Linked DNA regions of Muntiacus reevesi: region 2 is linked to region 1. Evidence: chromatin contacts called from public Hi-C data. All regions are on one chromosome and are shown on one strand. Each heading gives the region's core, a stretch centred on a gene start, on an enhancer-like site or on the middle of the called end of the contact. The rest is flanking DNA. Distances are from core to core; before and after follow the strand shown. Region 1 holds the start of GLRX2 (glutaredoxin 2). Region 2 holds the start of RGS2 (regulator of G protein signaling 2).

The links. A called contact is a pair of places that touch in the nucleus more often than the background predicts.
Region 2: a contact with region 1 is called in a Hi-C map of blood, with 5 times the contacts expected there. The contact joins the promoter of RGS2 here to the promoter of GLRX2 in region 1. A contact is called at or near these places in 2 of 3 Hi-C or Micro-C datasets (blood and muscle).

The regions. Positions count from the first base shown.
Region 1 is chr5:59,890,385-59,894,718 of mMunRee1.1, reverse strand. GLRX2 (glutaredoxin 2) reads right to left here and starts at 2,462. Exons shown (of 5, transcript XM_065938323.1): 1 at 2,285-2,462; 2 at 796-859. The coding sequence starts at 2,385.
Region 2 is chr5:60,173,498-60,177,989 of mMunRee1.1, reverse strand. It overlaps RGS2 (regulator of G protein signaling 2), which reads left to right and starts at 2,402. Exons shown (of 5, transcript XM_065936712.1): 1 at 2,402-2,538; 2 at 3,559-3,660; 3 at 3,763-3,824; 4 at 4,392-4,492. The coding sequence starts at 2,429.

The sequences.
Region 1 (4,334 bases), core at 1,213-3,712:
ATTCTTATTTTAAAAGAAGCAATCCCTCACTACAGGTCTCCAATGTTACTGGTATATTCAGCAGCTGTGAGTGAATACTTTTGTAGTCAAGTAAACCAAAGGCAGAAATGTTTGTGTGTAGTGGTGTCTGGTGGTGAGGAACAGAGAAATACATATGTCCTGTAGGCTACAAGGGTAGAAAAACACATACAAGAGGAATTTTCTGAGGCAGACTTAACTGGGCTTTGCAGTTCAAGCAAGAGAAAGACAAGAGAACACAGCAGGACAGTATCCTTGAGAGGATCAGTCCTACAATAACTACTGCAAACTAGATTCTGTGTTTTAGAAAAACAGCTTCCCAGAGCAGAAACGAACACTATGCCTGGCTAAGGCACCCTGACTAGTAACAACAGGAAACCTGAGGTGGGTAAGACGGAAAGAGCAGTCAACCTCATAGACCCAACTTAGAGGAGCGAAGGCACCGTTAAGAATAAACCTCATAGGGACTTCCCTGGCAGTTCAGTGGTTAGGATTCTGTGCTTCCACTGCAGAGGGCACACGTTCAATTCCAGATTGGGGAACTAAAATTCCACAAGCAATTTGGCACGGCCAGAAAAAGAATAAATCACATAAATTCTAAGAAAATGATCCAGAATTTCTTTGTAACATGCATGATTTTGACAGCAGATTTAAAAATACATTAACTTAGTAATTAAGTTATTAGACTATGTCAAGTTTGGATAAGCATATTAAATATGTAAGACAATTCTATTTCCACCAAGGAAAGTTTTTTCCTACATGTCCCCCATCACTCACTTGGATCTGATTCACAGGAGCAGCTGCTGCGTTTCCCAAAGATGACGATGTGCTGTTCCCCATCCTAAAATGAATTTTAAAGAGCAGTGAAGTTAAACATTAAGGACAATATATCAGATGAGATCCATTCAGAGAAACCCAATATGCAAATATATATCCAAACATATGAAAGAGAAAAGTTTTACTTGCTATCAGTACAAAATAGCATTGTCAAAGTATTTGTTTACTAATATAACAAAGGCCTGCATCCTTTACTATCTAGCTTTCAGGAAAGAAAATGGAGGTTAAGGGATGAAGGCGTGGGCCTAAGTAGGACCTAAGTTGTGCTGGAACAACACATCCATCTGTCTTATCAACTAAGAGAATACATCCTTTTCATATCAGTTCCAACACTTAATTAGCATTCCCAAACCACCTACTATTTGCATCTACTCTGGAAGCAGGAATTCTAGTGGAACTTTCCTAAGACCATATTTCCTTATGTACTAAGAGGAGGTGGAAGGTGTATTCTGAAACATCACCTTCCCTGCCAAAGAAAAGAGAAAGTTGCTGGAAGGCACTTTTCTCCAATTCTAGGCAAGAAAGTAAGTTGTTCAATACACGTTTCTCTTTTCCATTAATGAAGTAGCCACTAGCCATGCCACGTTTATGGAACACCTACTATGTGCTAAGCAGGCAAAGGGCTGAAATACCGCAGGGATATTATCACTGTAAAAACACCACTGGACCTCCAAGATTTGTCAAATAGTTACACTATGTGATTGGCACTTTCTGGAGGGGGTTTCTAGTTTAGCAGAGAAGGTTAATCAGGGGCTCCTCGAGTCTTGCAAAACTGGCAGAAGTTAACAGATCGAGGAGTTAGGAATAACGTCCCAGACAGAGGGATGGGTGTACAGACAGGCGAGCTGGTAGGACAGTCCCGAACGGCCGCGCGGGATGAGGCCGGCAGAGAGGAGGCGGTCTAGCAACGCAGGCCTGCGGGCCGCGGGTGTTCACTGAGCTCGCTGGAGCCAGAGGCGACACCACTTCCACTTCCTGCCGCAGGAGCCAGATTTAGCAAATGATATGCAGATCGCTCCGTAAAATTAGAATTTCAGATAAACAGCGAATAACTGCTTAGCCTACGTATGTTTCGTGCAATATCTGGAATATACTTAAACCAAACCATTATTCGCTGTTTATCTGAAATACCAATTTATTAGGGCATCTTGTATTTTATCTAGTAACCGAGGAGGTTACTAGTCAAGCCAGCAAGACTTAGGCTTGTGCAATCTGAAGATCACGTGGTCCGGAAATCGCCAAGAGCGCTTAAGGCTCCTTCTCTCCTGGTTCCTTCCCGGCCTCCCGCCCTCCGAGGCGCCTTAGCGGCTCGATCGACTCGGGGTGCACCGGGCGCCCGGGAAGAAGCCGCCCCAGCCCACCGCTAGGTCCAGACCCCGGCGAGGCCGCACAGCCACGCTCAGCCCGTGCTGCTCGCAGAGCCGCTTACCCGGAACCCGAAATTCCCACTGGCCCCTCAAGCCGGCCCGCTGAGCTGCTCCTGACCCGGACGAGCCGAGGCCCCACCAGCGCTGCGCGGCGCCAGTACATGGTCTTACGCGGGGCCTCAGCGAGCTGACCAGCCAGCAACTGCGGCCCGGGAGATCCCGACCCCGCCCGCCGGCTCCGCCCTACCCGGCTGCCCACGCCTCCGCCGGCGGCCCCGCCCTCCTGGGCCCCGCCCCCACACCAACCCGCCGCGCCCCTCCCCGCCCGTTGCCCCGCCCCGCCGGGATGCCCCTCCTCCAACCGCGGCCCCGCCCCGCAGGGCTGGCTTTACTCCGCCGACCCCGCCCCGCCCGCTGGCCCTTCCTCCACCTGCGGCCCCTCCTCCACACGCCGGCCCCGCCCCACCCACGGCCCCGCCCCGCCCATCGGCCCCTCCTCCGCCCTCGAATCCCTCCTCTTCACTTGGTTCCGCCCCCTTCCTCCCAGCCCCGCCTCTGTCTTCCGGCCCCGCCTCTGCCTTGCCCCCGAAGAGCCCGCCTCCGCCCGCCGGCCCGGCCCCCTCTAGCCGGTCACGCCCCCTCCGGGCTGCCCTTGAGGCGCCGGTCTCTTGTAAGGGACGCCGGGGTCTTTCTCCGCCAGGCAGCCCGAGCGCTGGGTCTCGGCGAACCCGCCCACTAGGGGGCCTCTGTCGGAGTCTCGGGTGAGGCCTCACCTGCCGGTGTCCAGGGTTCATCCAGGTCCCGCCTCTATGCTTTTTCGGATCGAGAACGCTCATAAAGGCTTACAGACACGTGCAGGCACCGCCTGGACACTGTGGCCAATCTTCTGACGAAACGGAAAACAAAAACAATGAGTGTCCGACGCGGAGTCAAAATGCCTGGGATGTTTACATAGGATGGTAGCGTCAGCCCAACATCCTGTCGGACTTGTCTTTGTGTTGATGAAATCAGAGCCTAAAGATGTCATCTAAAAATTAGGCCATTGATTGAGAACTCATATAAATCGGGGATTTTAGAAGAAAGTGATCCAATGTAGAACGCGCATTCCAAAGAAAACAAAATTGTATTTTGAACATAAAATTAGAAAATAAAGCTTAACCCATGAGTGTTCACTCTGGCTTTGAGAGCTGTTAATGACAGGATTGTGTCATTGAGTCACGGTAATAATAGCCCTTTGTGCACAGCTAGGTAAAAAAGAGGCGTGTCGTCCTTTATTTACTGACATTGAAATCTATTTAAGGTCAAAGGTCAAACTGTGTCTAAAATTCTAGGAAATTGTTAGAACAATCCAGACCTTTTTTTAATGGTTCTTTCTCAGTTAGCTAAATTTAAGATTCATGCTACCAAGTTTCAGAATGAGAACTTCTAATAGTTCTTTTCCTACTTTCAAGTGGACCATGTTTCATCACTTCATAAAAGGATGAAGATTTATTGCAAAATCAAATATCCCAAAAGGTGTAAAGGTGCTTCTTTATAAATCCAAAATTAACCTTAAAAATAAAGATATGTATCTACAAAGTCGCGGCATATTGTCTGTGTGTGTGTGTGTGTGTAATCAAAGACAGCTAGCTATTCAGGAAATTTACTATGACTGTTTTTTGTTTTGATGTAGAATTTTACCTTATTGTCTCAAACTGTGTATTGTGAGGTGAAACAGTTATGTCACAATTTGATTTTAATATAGTATAGATGGCCTAGATTAAGGACAAAACTATCTGGACAGATTTTTTTTAAAGGGAGTCCCTAATGAGAGTTGTTGCTGTTCAGTCGCTTACTCCTGTCTACTCTTTGCAACCCCCTGGACTGCAGCACACCACTTCCCTGTCCTTCACTATCTCCCGGAGTTTGCCAAAACTCAAGTCCATTGAGTTGGTGATGCCATCCAACCATATCATCCTCTGTCATCCCCTTCTCCTCCTGCCTTCAGTCTTTGCCAGCATCAGGGTCTTTTCTAATGAGTTGGCTCTTCACATCAGGTGGCCAAAGTATTGGAGTTTCAGCTTCAGCATCAGTCCTACCAATGAACACCCAGGACTGATCTCCTTTAAGATA
Region 2 (4,492 bases), core at 1,153-3,652, 280 kb before region 1:
TAATGATTTTTCTACCTGGAATAACTATGCTTCAGATATTTCCTTTTCCCTACATATGCAAATTAAGAAAGACAAATTTTTGTACAATACTTTAAAATTTACAAAGGCCTTTCATGAAAGATTCACATAATATCCAATAAGGTTGACAAGAAAGACACATTACTCTTACTAAAGATGAGACATTGGTGCTTAGGAGGTGGGATGGGACTATCCTAATAGTTACTTAGTATTTAACAGTGAAGCCAAGACTCTAACTAGGTTTCCTGACACAAGCCCAGCTCTCCTTGCTGCCTCTTTGTCAGAACTCCTGTTGTTTTCCACTATGAGTGAATTCTACCATCCAAAATTCTAAGTCAAAAATATACTGACGTTTACACTAGAAAGAAAAGCAAATGTTTACATATTACACATATTTAACAAATAAGTACTTAATCATCAGAAAGTGAAAATGGCTGTAGGAAATATGCAAAGTTCTTTTTGAGATGAAGAGCATATGCTTGAGAAAAATTACATTCTTACATTTCACAAACTTGTTTTCAAATATTTATTACTGAAATCTAAGTGATTTTTCCTTTTGTAACCGAGTACAGGGCTGTTCTCTTTAGTAATAACTGTAGGTTTTACTCCCCAAGTCAAACTTGGAGCTCCAACTACTGGCAGCTCATCATAAGAATACGGTAAATTAGTTCCAATTTTCTTTTAACAGCTCTAATACAAAGTGGAGAACATACTTGCAACCTGTATTTAAAAAGCAGCGACATCACTTTGCTGACAAAGATCCCTAGGGTCAAAGCTATGGTGTTTCCAGTAGTCATGTATGAATGTGAGAGTTGGACCATAAAGAAGGCTGAGCACCGAAGAACTGCTGCTTTCAAATCGTTGCGCTAGAGAAGACTCTTGAGAGTCTCCCAGCAAAGCGATCAAACCAGCGACCAACCCTTAAAGAAATGAACCCTCAATATTCATTGGAAGGACTGATGCTGAAGCTCCAATCCTTTGGCCACCTGATGCTAGGAGCAGACTGGCTGAGAAAGACTCTGATGCTAGGAAAGACTGAGGGCAGGAAGAGAAGAGGGTGACAGAGGATGAGATGATTAGATGGCATCACCGACTCAATGGACATGAGTTTGAGCAAATACCAGGAGATAAAGAAGAACAGGGAAGCCTGGCAAGTTGCAGCCCACGGGACTGCAGTCAGAAATGACTTAGGGACTGAACAACAAAAACCTTGCTGTTAATCTGCCTACTTAGATGCTTCAGGAAAAAACACCTTAATATTCCACTGTACAATTCTAATAATGGTATATGAAATCAAGTCACTTTGGAGCGGCGGTTATCTACTTACCCTTACCAATCAAACCACTTAAATCCTGCTACAGCAAGATGATTTCTGAAGAATCAAGATATTAAGCTTATTCAAAGAAGCTGTAAACGCCTCCCTCCCTCCACCCCCACCTCTTTTTTGCCAATTAAAGTGTTCTGGCAAATTCTAAGCAAACTAAGAGTGACTCAGGAGGAAATCCTGCATGTTTGCTCTTTTACACTAAAATGATTCTGGTGCATGATAGCTGCGAACTCTTGGTGTTTCCCTGTTAAGAAGAGCTGTGATTTTTCTGTTCTGGAAGGAGAGGCTGCCAAGGACTCCTGAGAAATAAATCTGCAACCCCACGGACCGACCCAGCCACGAGCCTGCTGGTAATCATAACCGCACACTCCTCTCCCTTCCCTGACCAATGTGCATATTCCCCCACAGGGCTCCAGGGCAGAGCAGATCACACCACTGCCCCTGGACTGTCATTGTTCCTCCCGTTCCGTTTCCTTCCTCAAATCAAAAGGCGTCTCAAAGAAGAACAGGTGAGGGTCAGTTCCCAGATCAAGAAAAGAGGCGCGGAGCGAGGACTTGTGCTCCAAAACCACATTCCCTTGTAAACCTAATTCAAAATAAGGTTACTGCATTCGGCTTCCCAATAAGCAACCTTTACCTGCTGGGAATCACGGCTCCCTTTGGGGTCAGGAGCTCTGGAGCGCGGGGAAGGGAATGAGGGAAGAGGCGGGGAGCGAGCGCCCCCGCCGCGCGGGCAGTCAACCTGGCGCCCGGCCCGCCACGGCCCTGCGACCCCACGGCAAGCCGCCACGACTGGGCAAAGGTCGCTCGCGACCGTTCAAAGGGGAATTTTCTCTGACCCCGCACAGGGCGTCTGGCCCGACAGCGCACGACGCCAGGGCAGCGGACGTCAGCGGAGCCCCGGCTTCCAGACCCTTCGGCGGCGCCCGTGACCGAGCGGCCCGCGGCCGCCGTCGGCCAATCGGCGCCCTCCGAGGGCGGGACCGGTGCCGTGAAGCCCCGCCTCCGCGCCACCGCCTGTTATAAATACGGGTGCCGGCGCCTGGGCCCCCCCAGAACGGCGTTCCCAGGTGCAAGGCGATAATGCAAAGTGCTCTATTCCTGGCTGTCCAGCACGACTGCGGACCCATGGACAAAAGCGCTGGCACCGGGCCCAAGAACGAGGAGAAGCGAGAGAAGATGAAGCGAACCCTGTGAGTGCGGCTTTCTTCCTCCCTGACTGGCCGCCCCTACGGACCCAGCTGTCCCGGGCGGCTGCAAACGGGGTACACTGGCGCTGGGCTTCGGCTATGGGAACTGGGTAGCCCGCCTGCGTCTCTGCAGGAAAAAAAGAAAAAGAAAATTGTGTGTGTGTGTGTAAAAGGTTAATTTGTTAAGTTACGTTTAAATCTGTGTGGTGTAGGTGTTTATCGAAGGGCTCGGGTAGAGTTTAGAAACTGCAGAAAATTCTTGATGCAGGGGCGGAGATAGATGCGGGTTGGCTTTTTGTCTCCCTGCATCGAAAATGACTTTGGAGAATCCTGCGGCCACACGCCCCTGGCCTTCGTGAGAGGCACTGTAAATTTTGATCTGCTTACACGACTGCTGGTATGGAGATATTTTTGCTGATTCTAGATATACTTTTTTTTTTTTAACTGAACAGCAAGTCTCACCCACTCAAGAGTGTGGAACAAATAATTGTTCTGCATCACCTTCTTAAAATGAGTGCTGCATTTGGGGGAGGCGGCGGTCAATCTCGCACACACACCTTATTGTGCTCAGCTTCTCGGGTGGTCCCGAGCCTCCTGCTCTGAAAGTAGAAGGAAAACGAACATGGGCTGGCTCAGGGCAGGTCCACTGTGGGCTTTCTCAAGTGTGAAATGTCTCAGAATTGTAATTAACCGTTGCAGAAAAACTGGCTGCCTTTTGTGGGCCAGAAATAGTATCTGCCTTTGAACTATGCAAACTAAATTCATTAAAATACCCTATAATTGTAGGTCGTCCTATCCTTACTTATAAAACTAGTAATTAGGTTCAGATGAGTGGATGAAACTAGTGTGTTGAGTACTCAGATGCTGGATTAAAGGAGTAAGACTGACTGGAGGAGTTGTTTTGTCTTATTTGGCTTGTCTGTATCTACTGGGGGCAACTTTATTTGGTAAAAATGCCTTCAGCTGCAGTGGCAATTTCAAGTGTTGCCACTAAGTATCTTTTTTTTTTTTTTTCTATTGTAGATTAAAAGATTGGAAGAGCCGTTTGAGTTACTTCTTGCAAAATTCCTCCTCTCCTGGGAAGCCCAAAACTGGCAAGAAAAGCAAACAGCAAACCTTCATCAAGTAAGTTGAAAATCTTGTACTTGCTGACATGCACAGATCACTGCTGAGCTGAAGAGGGAACCTCTGACTAGCAGGAGCTGATGTGCAGATCTTCTCTTGCAGGCCTTCTCCCGAGGAAGCCCAGCTGTGGTCAGAAGCATTTGATGAGCTGCTAGCCAGTAAATGTAAGTTAACCTCTTGAATTTGATCCATCTCAAGTATCAGGAGAGTATGGAAAGGCTGTGTCCACACAGAAAGAGCAGCTTGCCCAAGGAGAGTTTGACTTTACAATCCCTGTAACATGGGACCTATTTTTCTCCTTTATTTCCCAGTGATTAACCAGGGAAATGCATGGCTTTTTCACTATAAGTGGGGAGTGGGGGGAAATAGCCCCAGTTTTTAATGGCAGTTGCTGTGTGTTAAGGTTGAGTCAGCTTTTCCATTGCAAACAATGTTTTCAAGAGGCTTCATTCCCAAAGAACTTATCCTCCCCTATAAGTTGTGTTAACAGCAAAGCTAAGTTATTATATTTTTGTAGTAGTGTGCCAACTTATGTATTTTGCTGACTGGCATCTTAGTCGTTAAAGTGCTAAATTTTGAGGATTACAGGTTTGAGTAAAATCGAGAAAATTGCTGCCATCTGGCAATAGGAAAATACGGGGCCAGGGGAGTGGGAGTTTTAGGAAAACACATAAAGGATTATTTGGACACTCAATGCAATTTCTGCATGCTTTCCTCCTTCCCTCCCCCAGATGGTCTTGCTGCATTCAGGGCTTTTTTAAAATCTGAATTCTGTGAAGAAAATATTGAATTCTGGCTGGCCTGTGAAGACTTCAAAAAAACCAAGTCACCC